2 separate regions of the Zea mays genome follow, and region 2 is linked to region 1. The links are chromatin contacts, called in public Hi-C maps. All regions are on one chromosome and are shown on one strand. The core of a region is the stretch at or near the end of the contact, and the rest is flanking DNA. Distances in the headings are between cores, read along the strand shown. Region 1 holds the start of LOC100216896 (40S ribosomal protein S14). Region 2 has its middle 40 kb from the start of LOC103653592.

Evidence for each region. A called contact is a pair of places that touch in the nucleus more often than the background predicts.
Region 2: a contact with region 1 is called in a Hi-C map of leaf, with 4 times the contacts expected there. The contact joins the enhancer-like site here to the promoter of LOC100216896 in region 1. A contact is called at or near these places in 3 of 25 Hi-C or Micro-C datasets (ear, leaf and tassel).

The regions. Positions count from the first base shown.
Region 1 is chr4:113,207,732-113,212,847 of Zm-B73-REFERENCE-NAM-5.0, forward strand. LOC100216896 (40S ribosomal protein S14) reads right to left here and starts at 3,727. Exons shown (of 6, transcript NM_001143283.1): 1 at 3,693-3,727; 2 at 3,462-3,584; 3 at 3,325-3,370; 4 at 2,053-2,138; 5 at 1,852-1,981; 6 at 976-1,306. The coding sequence starts at 3,695. The coding sequence ends at 1,239.
Region 2 is chr4:113,426,328-113,431,645 of Zm-B73-REFERENCE-NAM-5.0, forward strand. No RefSeq gene overlaps it. Among protein-coding and RNA genes, the nearest start is that of LOC103653592, 40 kb to the right of the region's middle. Within about 2 kb of position 2,819, at least 5 of the 20 cell types and tissues checked have an H3K27ac peak or open chromatin away from gene starts, as enhancers often do. A contact at or near this core is called in leaf, where this site is marked.

The sequences.
Region 1 (5,116 bases), core at 2,477-4,976:
GCGCGGCGATTTGGTCAGGGTTGCTTCTTGGTGAAGACAGGGCCTCGGGCGAGCCGGAAATATGTTCGTCGCTGGAGGGGAGCCTCGGGCGAGACGGAGATCCTCCGGGGTCGGCTGCCCTTGTCCGAGGCTAGGCTCGGGCGAGGCGTGATCGAGTCCCTCGAATGGACCGATCCCTGACTTAAACGCACCCATCAGACTTTTGCAGCTTTATGCTGATGGGGGTTACCAGCTGAGAATTAGGAGACTTGAGGGTACCCCTAATCATGGTCCCCGACAGTAGTGGAGTCGCTGATGAGCCCGGTGTGCACTTCGTTTGGTAGCTCAACCAAGAGTCATCGGTACTCGTCATGTCGCGCGCGTTCGACGACTACTATATCGAGGATTGTGGCGTCATCTTAGCGTCGGAGGTGACATAGAGGAGGATCGACATAGTGACCAGTTCGTCATCCTCGCCACCGTCAGGGTAGCTTTTGTGCCGACCTGCCTTTAATTCTCTTCGCAAACACACACTTACCTTTTTGTTTAAACAAGAGCGTATGGTGGTACGTGTCTGATGACTAACGATGTACGAGGAAATTTCTTCCAGCATGTGTGAAACGTGCTCTCAAATGATGAGACCATACAAATCGTAGCATATATCGAAGTCTGCATGATACTGTTGGTTGCAATGTAGTGGTGAAACAACTAGATTAAATTAACAAAATTTATGTATGGCTAGGATCACAAATTGATTATGAAACATTTTCTCATAATAATATAACATACATTTTATATATAAGTTATCATAGTATACTGGTATTATATATTACCGTTGCAACGCACGGGCACTCAACTAGTAGACATTGAAAACCTTTGGTTAAACCACGGGCTGATTGCTTCAAATTAAACCTAGTTGTTCGGACCATTACAGCTGTAATCTATAGAGACAAGCTAGTTCAGATGTAGCTAGTTCAGATTAAAGCCATAGGAAGTCAGGAACATGCTGTCCATTGTTAGGGTCACCCGAAACCATAGGTTGACACCGCTCCCCAGTACCGATCAAACACAGACAAACAGTCAGTAGGGCCTCTTGTAATTGTGCTGCTATGTTGTATGCCATGTCAAGAATGAGTATTGGTAAGCATTCAAGAGTTCACTCAAAACTTCAATCGATACAAAACCTAATAACTCAGTATATTAGATGCAGACAGACTTGAACTGCTACATCTGACAGGGCACCACGTCAGGACTCGAAATTACAGCCTCCTTCCTCTTCTACCACCCTTTCTGCGTGTGCTGTCTGTGGGGACTGGAGTAACATCCTCTGTACACAATGAAATCCCAGGTTATGCAAGAGAAATACAACATTCTACCAATACTTCTAGAAACCACGGTAAATTTTGATGCCATAACTTCCCAAAGCAAGATAACTACATTCTTATAAATATTTCTAGCAACCATGGTAAAGTTTCATTTGTCATAAAGCCTTTTTTTCAAACAAGTATATGCACAGTACATTCAACAGTTCATGTATGATATCTAAAATCAGCGAATTTATTTTAACTTGAGGACTACAGTCATGGCTCCCTCTGGGTTTGGTTCAATGATGCCAACAGCCAGTTGGCCAGACTATAGAACAATAGCCAGATAATATTTTAACTTATCCATAGCTGCTCAAGCCGAAGCTTTGTCCCTTGCCAAGCATGGCATGTACAGGTTTACCCATTAGCCCCAAAATACTAGGCAAGACTAAGGCAATACTTAGCTTGGTTCTGCATAATATACAGCAGAAGACATATGGACCTTTTTAAATCTAGCACAGATAAACGAGAGATGCAAAAGGGAAAATTCATATGTCAGCATGCTTACCAATACGGCCTATCTTCATGCCAGATCGAGCAAGAGCTCTAAGAGCAGACTGAGCACCAGGGCCAGGGGTTTTGGTCTTGTTTCCACCAGTAGCACGGAGCTTAATGTGCAATGCAGTAATTCCAAGCTCCTGCAAAGAGAAAATAAGAAACTGAACTAACTTACCGATAACAAATGTAATTTTCCACAGTAAGACAATACCTTGCATCTTTGCGCGACATCCTGTGAGGCAAGCATAGCAGCATAAGGCGAGGACTCATCACGATCAGCTTTAACCTTCATGCCACCTAGACAGTGCAAAAAATTGTCAAATTCTCGTAAAAAGAAAGTCCTGGGTGCTTAGGAAAAAAACTTGCAACTTAAAAGAGTCCGGTAGACAAAACAATACATTAGCTTGAATCTAACTCAAACTGGTATAAAAACAATAAATAGCTGTCTGAAAGCTCATAACAGAACAAATGGCATATTATGTGCATCTATATAAACTAAATCACAACAGGTGACACCGTGACAGGTTGGCTATCTAACAGTAGCCATACGTTCAGCTGTCAGAGCAAATATTCTACAATGACAGCAAATCTGCAGTTAGATATTATTCTCAATTGATTTGATATTTGATACAGCGCCAGATTATAGAAGCCTAAAGTAACTGGTAAAACAAAGTGCAACTGGATTGCACACAACTAAACAAATAAACAGTTGATACAACACAATAAACAGAAATCATGTTCACTTCCATGATATAGGCAACTCCATTCAGTTTACTGATGGTACCCAGCAGGAATGACTCAGTAAAATCAGCGCAAAAAGCAACTGACTAAGACTAAGCAAACACAACAGGATACACATCAGCAAAATGAAGACACCTAAGACAAACAGGAAGAAAGAGGATCCAGAGAAAAACTCTCTGGACACTCATTATCAATCTTGCACAGCTATGACTCGAAACACCCCCAAGTGAATGATGGGAGGCAATCTTAAGGGCTGTGCTTGAGAAAGACAACTAGCCATCAATACCAAACAAAACATTGCATTATAGCATTCCTTCTATTACAAATAAACCAAGCTAGAGCACCAAGTCCATCGAATGTGGTATTAGAGATCATATCCAGGGGAACTATGCAACTGAAAAAAATGAATAAGTGAATGGCAAGCTCGACCAGATAAACTAAGCAGCATATTCATCAATTACAGCTACATCTATTTACAAAGAAAGAACCAGTCAATAACCAATAGCACAAATAAGCATATGCAAAAATAATGTCATCACAATCGAAGAGTAACCTCAGTACCATAGATCAGCTACAGCTACATCTCTTTACAAGGAAAGCGCCTATGATAGTAAATAAGCAAACCAACATTACCATTGTCGTTGCAATGGTAGTCAATACCCAGCAATATCAATGTCATGCAATCAGACAATAATCTCAGTAGCATAGGGACTTGCAAAAGTAACGTGAGACAGTTAAGTACCAGTGATGCGGACGAGCGTCTCCCTTCCAGACAGATCCGTCACATGCTGCAACACCACACAAAAATACACATAAGTTTCGATCTTATCCTTAGCCCAGAATTGGATGGGAATCGAATCGGGGATTGCTGCGTCTTACGATGAAAGTGTCGTTGAAGGAGGCGAAGATGTGCGCAACGCCAAAGACGTGTTCTCCCTCGCGGACAGCGGGGCCAAGCGTCACGTTCTCCTCCTTGGGCTCCCGCGTCTTCTTCCTCCCAGACTGCACAGCATCGGACCATCGGCGCAAAAACAGCAATACAGCGGTCATGACGAGCTCGCTTTGAAATCTGATAGAGGACGCAAAGGTAGAGATGGCAAAGCTACATACCATGGCGGCGCGGAAGAGGGTACGTTAGGTTTGCTAGGGAGGACAGCGGCGGAAGAGGGTACGCTGCCTCTATAAGTAGCAGTTGATCATGCGTGGCCATGGGCCTTTTGGGCCATGCGTGGCCATGGGCCTTTTGTAGATAGTTTTCTAATCATGTCTAGTCAAATTTTTATTTATTCAATAATATTATAGCGACTCTTAAATATTCTATCTTCTTTTTTTCAATAATACTATCTTTATTCTCGAATATTTATTGTCCGCTGTTTATTTTTAAACTAAAATACGACAAATAGAAAATAGAGTACTTGTCGAGTACTTAGGTTGCGGGTACCCGAAATAGGCCCTTTAAAACGTCCCACTCCGCCTACTAACTCTGCAAGACGGACCGGATGACCAACTCTCGGATGACTGAGCACCTAGAGGGGCGTGAATAGGTGATCCTACAAAATTTAACTCAAACCACACAAACTTGTTCTAAAATGTGAGTTAGAAAAAAATGAAAACCAAGTTTGAGAATAGAGAAAAGAGAGATTTTCCTTTCACTTGATTGCTCTATTAAGATTTAATTTAAACTTAGAGCAATATCGCAAGTGAATAATTGGAACGATGAAGAGATAGAAATTACAAAGAAGTAAATGGCACAAGAGACACGACACTTTGTATCTCGTGGTTCCGTCAAGCGTAATATGATTGCCTCCTCCATGTTGTGGCGTCCCAATGGACGAGAATTGCAATCAAACCCCTCTCAATTGATCCAAAGATCAAACTTGAATACCAAGGTTCTTTCTTATGTTTCACAATATCCCGGTTATGAGAAACCTCCACAAGTTAGAGTCTCTCACGCCTTACACAAGTTATCACAATCAAAACAGGAGTAAGGGACAGAATAGAATACACACACAAGAGCACAACGATGCAACAACATGCACAAATGCAAGAAGATAGCGCAACAAAAAAATGGCAGTTCAACAACTCAGAAAATGCGCTTAAATCTCTCTAGAACACTTCGAAGGCGTGGTCACAAAGTCTCTGAGTTGTAGTGTGCTCAAAGTATGCTTGGTGTACTGCTCCATGCGCCTAAGGGTCCCTTTTATAGCCTCAAGGGGCCTAGGAGCCGTTGAAGTCCCATTTGGAAGGCCCTCGTTGCCTTCTATCTGCGGGTGCACCAGACTGTCTGGTGACCTTTCCCAAACATTGCCTGCTGAGGTGACCGGTGCTAATCGCATAGCCGACCGTTGGCATGGGCCAAGATCTATTGCTCGCCTGGTGCACCAGACATGTCCAGTGCATACCGGATGTGACGGAACCTCCCAAGGTATTAGGCCCACCTACAGTTGTCCTTGTCCTAAGGATCTTAGACAATCATGTAGATGCACATAATCACTCGACAAGTTCGGTACTGTATCTTCATCATTTCGCACAAG
Region 2 (5,318 bases), core at 1,569-4,068, 220 kb after region 1:
GGGTGGTTGGGGGTATTTATAACACCAACCACCCAACTAGCCGTTTGGTGGAGGCTGTCTGTCGCATGGTGCACCGGACAGTCCGGTGCACACCGGACAGTGTCCGGTGCGCTAGCCACGTCACCAGGCCATTGGGTTCCGACCGTTGGAGCTCTTACTGATGGGCCCTCCTGGATGTCCGGTGGCGCACCGGACATGCACTGTAGAGTGTCCGGTGCGCCACATCGCGCGTGCCTGACTTCTGCGCGCTCTGGCGCGCATTTAATGCTTCTGCAGGTGACCGTTGGCGCGAAGTAGCCGTTGCTCCGCTGGCTCACCGGACAGTCCGGTGCACACCGGACATGTCCGGTGAATTATAGCGGAGCAAATTCCTGAAGCGGGCGAGTTCCAGAGTCGCTCTTCCCTGGGGCACCGGACAATCCGGTGAATTATAGCGGAGCGCCACTGGATTTTCCCGAAGGTGAGGAGTTCAGCGTGAAGTCCCCTGGTGCACCGGACACTGTCCGGTGGCACACCAGACAGTCCGGTGCGCCAGACCAGGGCACACTTCGGTTATCCCTTGCTCTCTTTGTTGAGCCCAACTCTTGGTCTTTTTATTGGCTAAGTGTGAACCTTTGGCACCTGTATAGCTTATGCACTAGAGCAAACTAGTTAGTTCAATTTATTTGCGTTGGGCAATTCAACCACCAAAATCATTTAGGAAATAGGTGTAAGTCTAATTCCCTTTCACTAAGAGTTATAATATTTACAAGTCCTGATAGTCTTTAAAGTGCATAACTTAATTACAATACTTGGAAAGATGAAGCCTTTCCATAAAAGATACACATAAGTAACCTAAGCTTCAAGATCTCCACAAGAAGCAACTAATAAAGCCCAAGTCATCAAATTCTTTCCTGCAACAACATAGGGAATAAAACCATGAGTAGGCAATTACTCAGCAAGACTTACCCGACTAAGGAAAAGACTCTCAAGGGCATGCTAGCTTTTGCGAATCAAGGGAAAAGCTCATCAATTATCAAAGACTTCTTTTTGCAGAAAAGAAAGCTTACTAAGTAGATCCTTAAGCCAAGTTTTACTTCACTTGTTAGGTTGTTACTCTAATCTACTAATCTGAATCTAGATTTGCCTAATCTAGATCATACACTTGGCCTACACTAGATTGTTTTTAATTAAATCTTTGTTATACTTGTTAACTACGATGCAGAGCAGTGATCCAGTCTTCATAACCGAGAAGTAACGGCGATCCGAATCGATTAATACCCAGCTGGGGATCTCCAACCACACGACATATGTAGCACTTAACCCTTGCATATGTCAACCATTCCCGCGTATCCTCCACGACATGAACTGGTGCGCGCTACCCTGGTGCACATTACCCTACCATCCAGCCTCTTGCCAGGAGGATAACTGCTACTCCCACCATCTCCCACGCCCAGTACGCGGTTGTCCTTTCACATATGGAATAGCCGGGTTCAGGCTTACCCATGATGAGGTATGTGGCTAGCTAAAAGGTCCTAGATCAACAGGCATACAATCGGTACGGTCCTTAATCGACACAGACGGAGACACTACACCCAGACTCCGTTCTGGTGCAAGTCAACCGTCGGGCCTCAAGTTTACTTATGCTATTTCTCAAAACATTTGGCACCTGACAGAGGGGCCATGCCTGGATACTGAATTTCTCACTGCATATGATTCCTTCATTATCCCAAGCCAATTTTCTTTTGGAAATTATGAGTCATAGATCAAATTTTTTTAATCTATCGCATGATGAAGCATCTCTAGCTTTTATAAATCAGGTGACAAGGTATGGTAATCAATTCTTTCAAGGGATGGTAATGCATCAAGTGTTTAATCAATCAACTCCTATCACCTAATGCATCATATAAGTGATAAAATTTTGTAAATACAAGGAGGGTGGCAAATGCACTGGGGCTTGCCTTGGTGAGGAGGAGAGTCGGGTTCTTCTACTAGGATATTATAGTTAGCAGCAAATCCAAATGGGGCACCTTCCGGAGCACCTTCGGTGACAACCTCAGTTGGAGAAGGTTCAGATGAAGGAACAAGCTCCCCTTCTACTTCCACTTCAAATTCTTCTTCAAGGTGCTCTACAAGTCAATTCAAAGTATATGAATGCTCATGTAATGAGATGCTATGCAAACTCTCATTTAAAGAGAGGTGGAAGGCTTACATACTCTGAGTTAAGCATATGACATTTATACTCATGTTTCTGGGTAGTATAATCTTCATCTAAGGGATCATATTAAACTTACTTTAGAAAAATCATAGAATTATTCAAGTTCTAGTTAGTCAATTTACTGTTTAACACTAGGTATGATTCAAGTTTGTTTTAACCCTAAATTAGTACCTAGGTTAAGGTTTTAAATACATATACCTAGCTAGTTTGTGGTTCTCTAGGTAAATCAACACTAAACAGGCTAAGATTTTTAACAGGAGCTATTTTAAAGGTATATAATTTTCCCACTAATTTTCATGGTTTTTGGACCTACGGTTTTATTTCTAAAATTATTTTAATCCTCTTAAAGGTACTTTTAAATAAATAAAAAATCTACTAGTTGCTACAAAAATCCTATAGCTAATTTTTTTACAGGAACTACAGGTTTTCATGGACTCTCAAAAATTTGTTTCACTATGTTATCATTTTTCTACATTTTCTAGTGTAAGCTATTTGTTGTCGGGTAAAAGAAAAAGATAAATGACTTAACAGTGATGGCTGAAACTTATGGGCTCGGCCCCTGCACACAGGGAAAACAGCAGCACACAGGCCGCCAACGATCGTATATGGAGTTTATACTAACATCCCCTCGTAAGATCAGTTAACAGCGCAAAAGTCTGGTGCCCTAGTTTCTTGTTTCACTGACATCTACGCTGAGACCCTCCTCTATTCCTTCATTTGTGAGTCCCGGTCCTCTACCCACCTCCGGTGGTAACCCAGGTCGAGCACCTGGCCATGGCACAAGCGTTCGCCACAGGTGACCTACTGTATTGGAAATAAACATTCCCGCACCAACTTTGGCCTTAGTTGACTAATCCCCTCAACCGGATTGATCTGTGCTGACCCTGAACCCCATCTACATCCGACGACAGGAGGAGCGCAACCTTGGTTAAGCTACGCCCAAGGTCATTTGGCAGTAGCGTTTAATCCGATGCCGCAGCTAGCATCAACAATACATCTAACATGTGATTCTTACACTGATTGACTTGGGGAACACTGGCCTCGCTGGTCGACGCGGACATGCTAGACAACAGCATTCACCAAAGATTCTATACCGTTCTAAGCACTGCACCACGAGAAACTTTAAACGGCCCGGCCAGAGAGCTTTACGAGTACTTAATGGCTATAGAACACAAATAGCGCAAAAGAAATTTACCCTTGAAGCAGCTAACCACGATGAAAGGATGAAAAGGCTCGGCGTGGTCACCACGTCCAAGGCAACCAATGATATAGGACTGGGAAACCCCTGTGATGTTTAGTAGAGAGTTGGAATGGTCATAGAACATCAGTTATTGAGTTTCAAATGACCAGAATCGAAGTAATGGGAGAGAGGCAGGAATGGTTTCAGACCCAATACTCCAAGCAAGACATAGTGTGCACGATGGGTTCACTAGGAGCCGGTTAAAGAGGGCTCTGGAATTCCAACAAAGACAGAGTTATGGCACGTGGTTGCACTACTATCTTTCACCCAGGATCCATGAACAGAGGGACACGGTGTGGTGGTTTAATGTGGCTTTGACAGCAATTCCAATCAGCTGCGTCACCACCTTCAGGATAAGTTTCAGTCTGCCACACCTCCTCCGCTTGGGCGGTAAAATGCCCCACGTAACCCCAAGCACAGCGACTGGTTGAAGCAGATCTTTACTTGCCGAGCTGAGAGGGTAAAAGAATGGGGCTCCATTTACTGACAGCACAACAAACCAACAGCTGAGTCACCAGTTTCTAGATGAGTTCCAGTTCTGCACCGTTTTCCCCCTCGTCTGGACAGTAAAAATATCCCACATGATCACCCCAAAACTCCCTAGAAAAACTAGGGAATGGAAATATTTCTGCTATTGATTTCTTTTTACTCAAGTCTGAACATGTTCAGGTCAATAGTAGGATCAACTTAGCCTTCCTTTTTCTCCTAAGTTTATACAGCACCAGGTTCCCATGGCTTAAAGGAATTTATTCACCTATACGTGATCTCCCATTTTGCCACAAAACTCTCAATTCAAAACCACAGGGATTTGCTGCACAGGAACTCTAAACTGATCATTAACACTGAAATTCAGTCTATGCCAGATACTATTTCCAGTCTGAAAATTCAGACTACACTAACTGCGCTGAACTTCTTCAGTTCGACTGCAGAGCCAGATTCATCTTTCTTTTGCTCCCATTTCTTCATAGGGACAGAGCTACCTCCCCACATCAAACTTGCACACTAATATATGTTGTTCAACTCTGCTTATAAAGATATGGCTTAATACTCCAAGGATTAGTCACAAAATAGCTCCAAAAATTTGGAAAATCACACTGGACCAAAGCTACAGTTGACTGAATAACCTTCAGTCAACGCAGACTGAAAGTCCAACTTTGGACAGCCATTACTTCACTTTTGGTGTGGGATCACGCCCAATATACTTAAAGGCACTTATTCACTAACATATGGTCTTCAAACTTTCTACAAAAACTTCAGTCCAAAACCTTATTGATTAAGCAGAACAAGCTCCCCAAACAGCACTCCCAACACTGATTTAGAATTCAGACACTGCAAAATCTGAAAAATCTAGAAGTCTGATAACCCCTATTTTAAGCAGCTATTGCTCCACTTTTTATGCAGTACCAAGCCAACCTTCCCTAAAGGAACTTGTTCACTGATATACACTCTTCAACTTTGACACAAGGAGTATGGCTCACAACTCTATAGATTAAACTCAAAAGGGTTTCCAAATTGCACCAAAACACACAGTTTCAGGTTCTGGTTTTTCACTAAGTCTGAAATCCAGAACAGCAAATTACATCTTTGGGCCATTGTTTCTCCCAGTTCCATACATCTTTAGGGGCATAACCTTGAACCAAACTTATACACCAACATGTGGTATTCCACTTTGGTACATAAACTTTAACCCATAGCCGTATGTATCAGCCACTAACAGGCCTCCAAGGTTGCTTCAGAATATAAAATCTTCAGTTTCAGAGACTGCACTAAGTCTGAAACTCCACAAGTATTACACCCCATTTTGGACTAGTTTTACACCCAGTTTCACATGGTTTTAGGGACAACTTGTCTAAGCAAATTTGTATCCCTAGTGTAGCTATA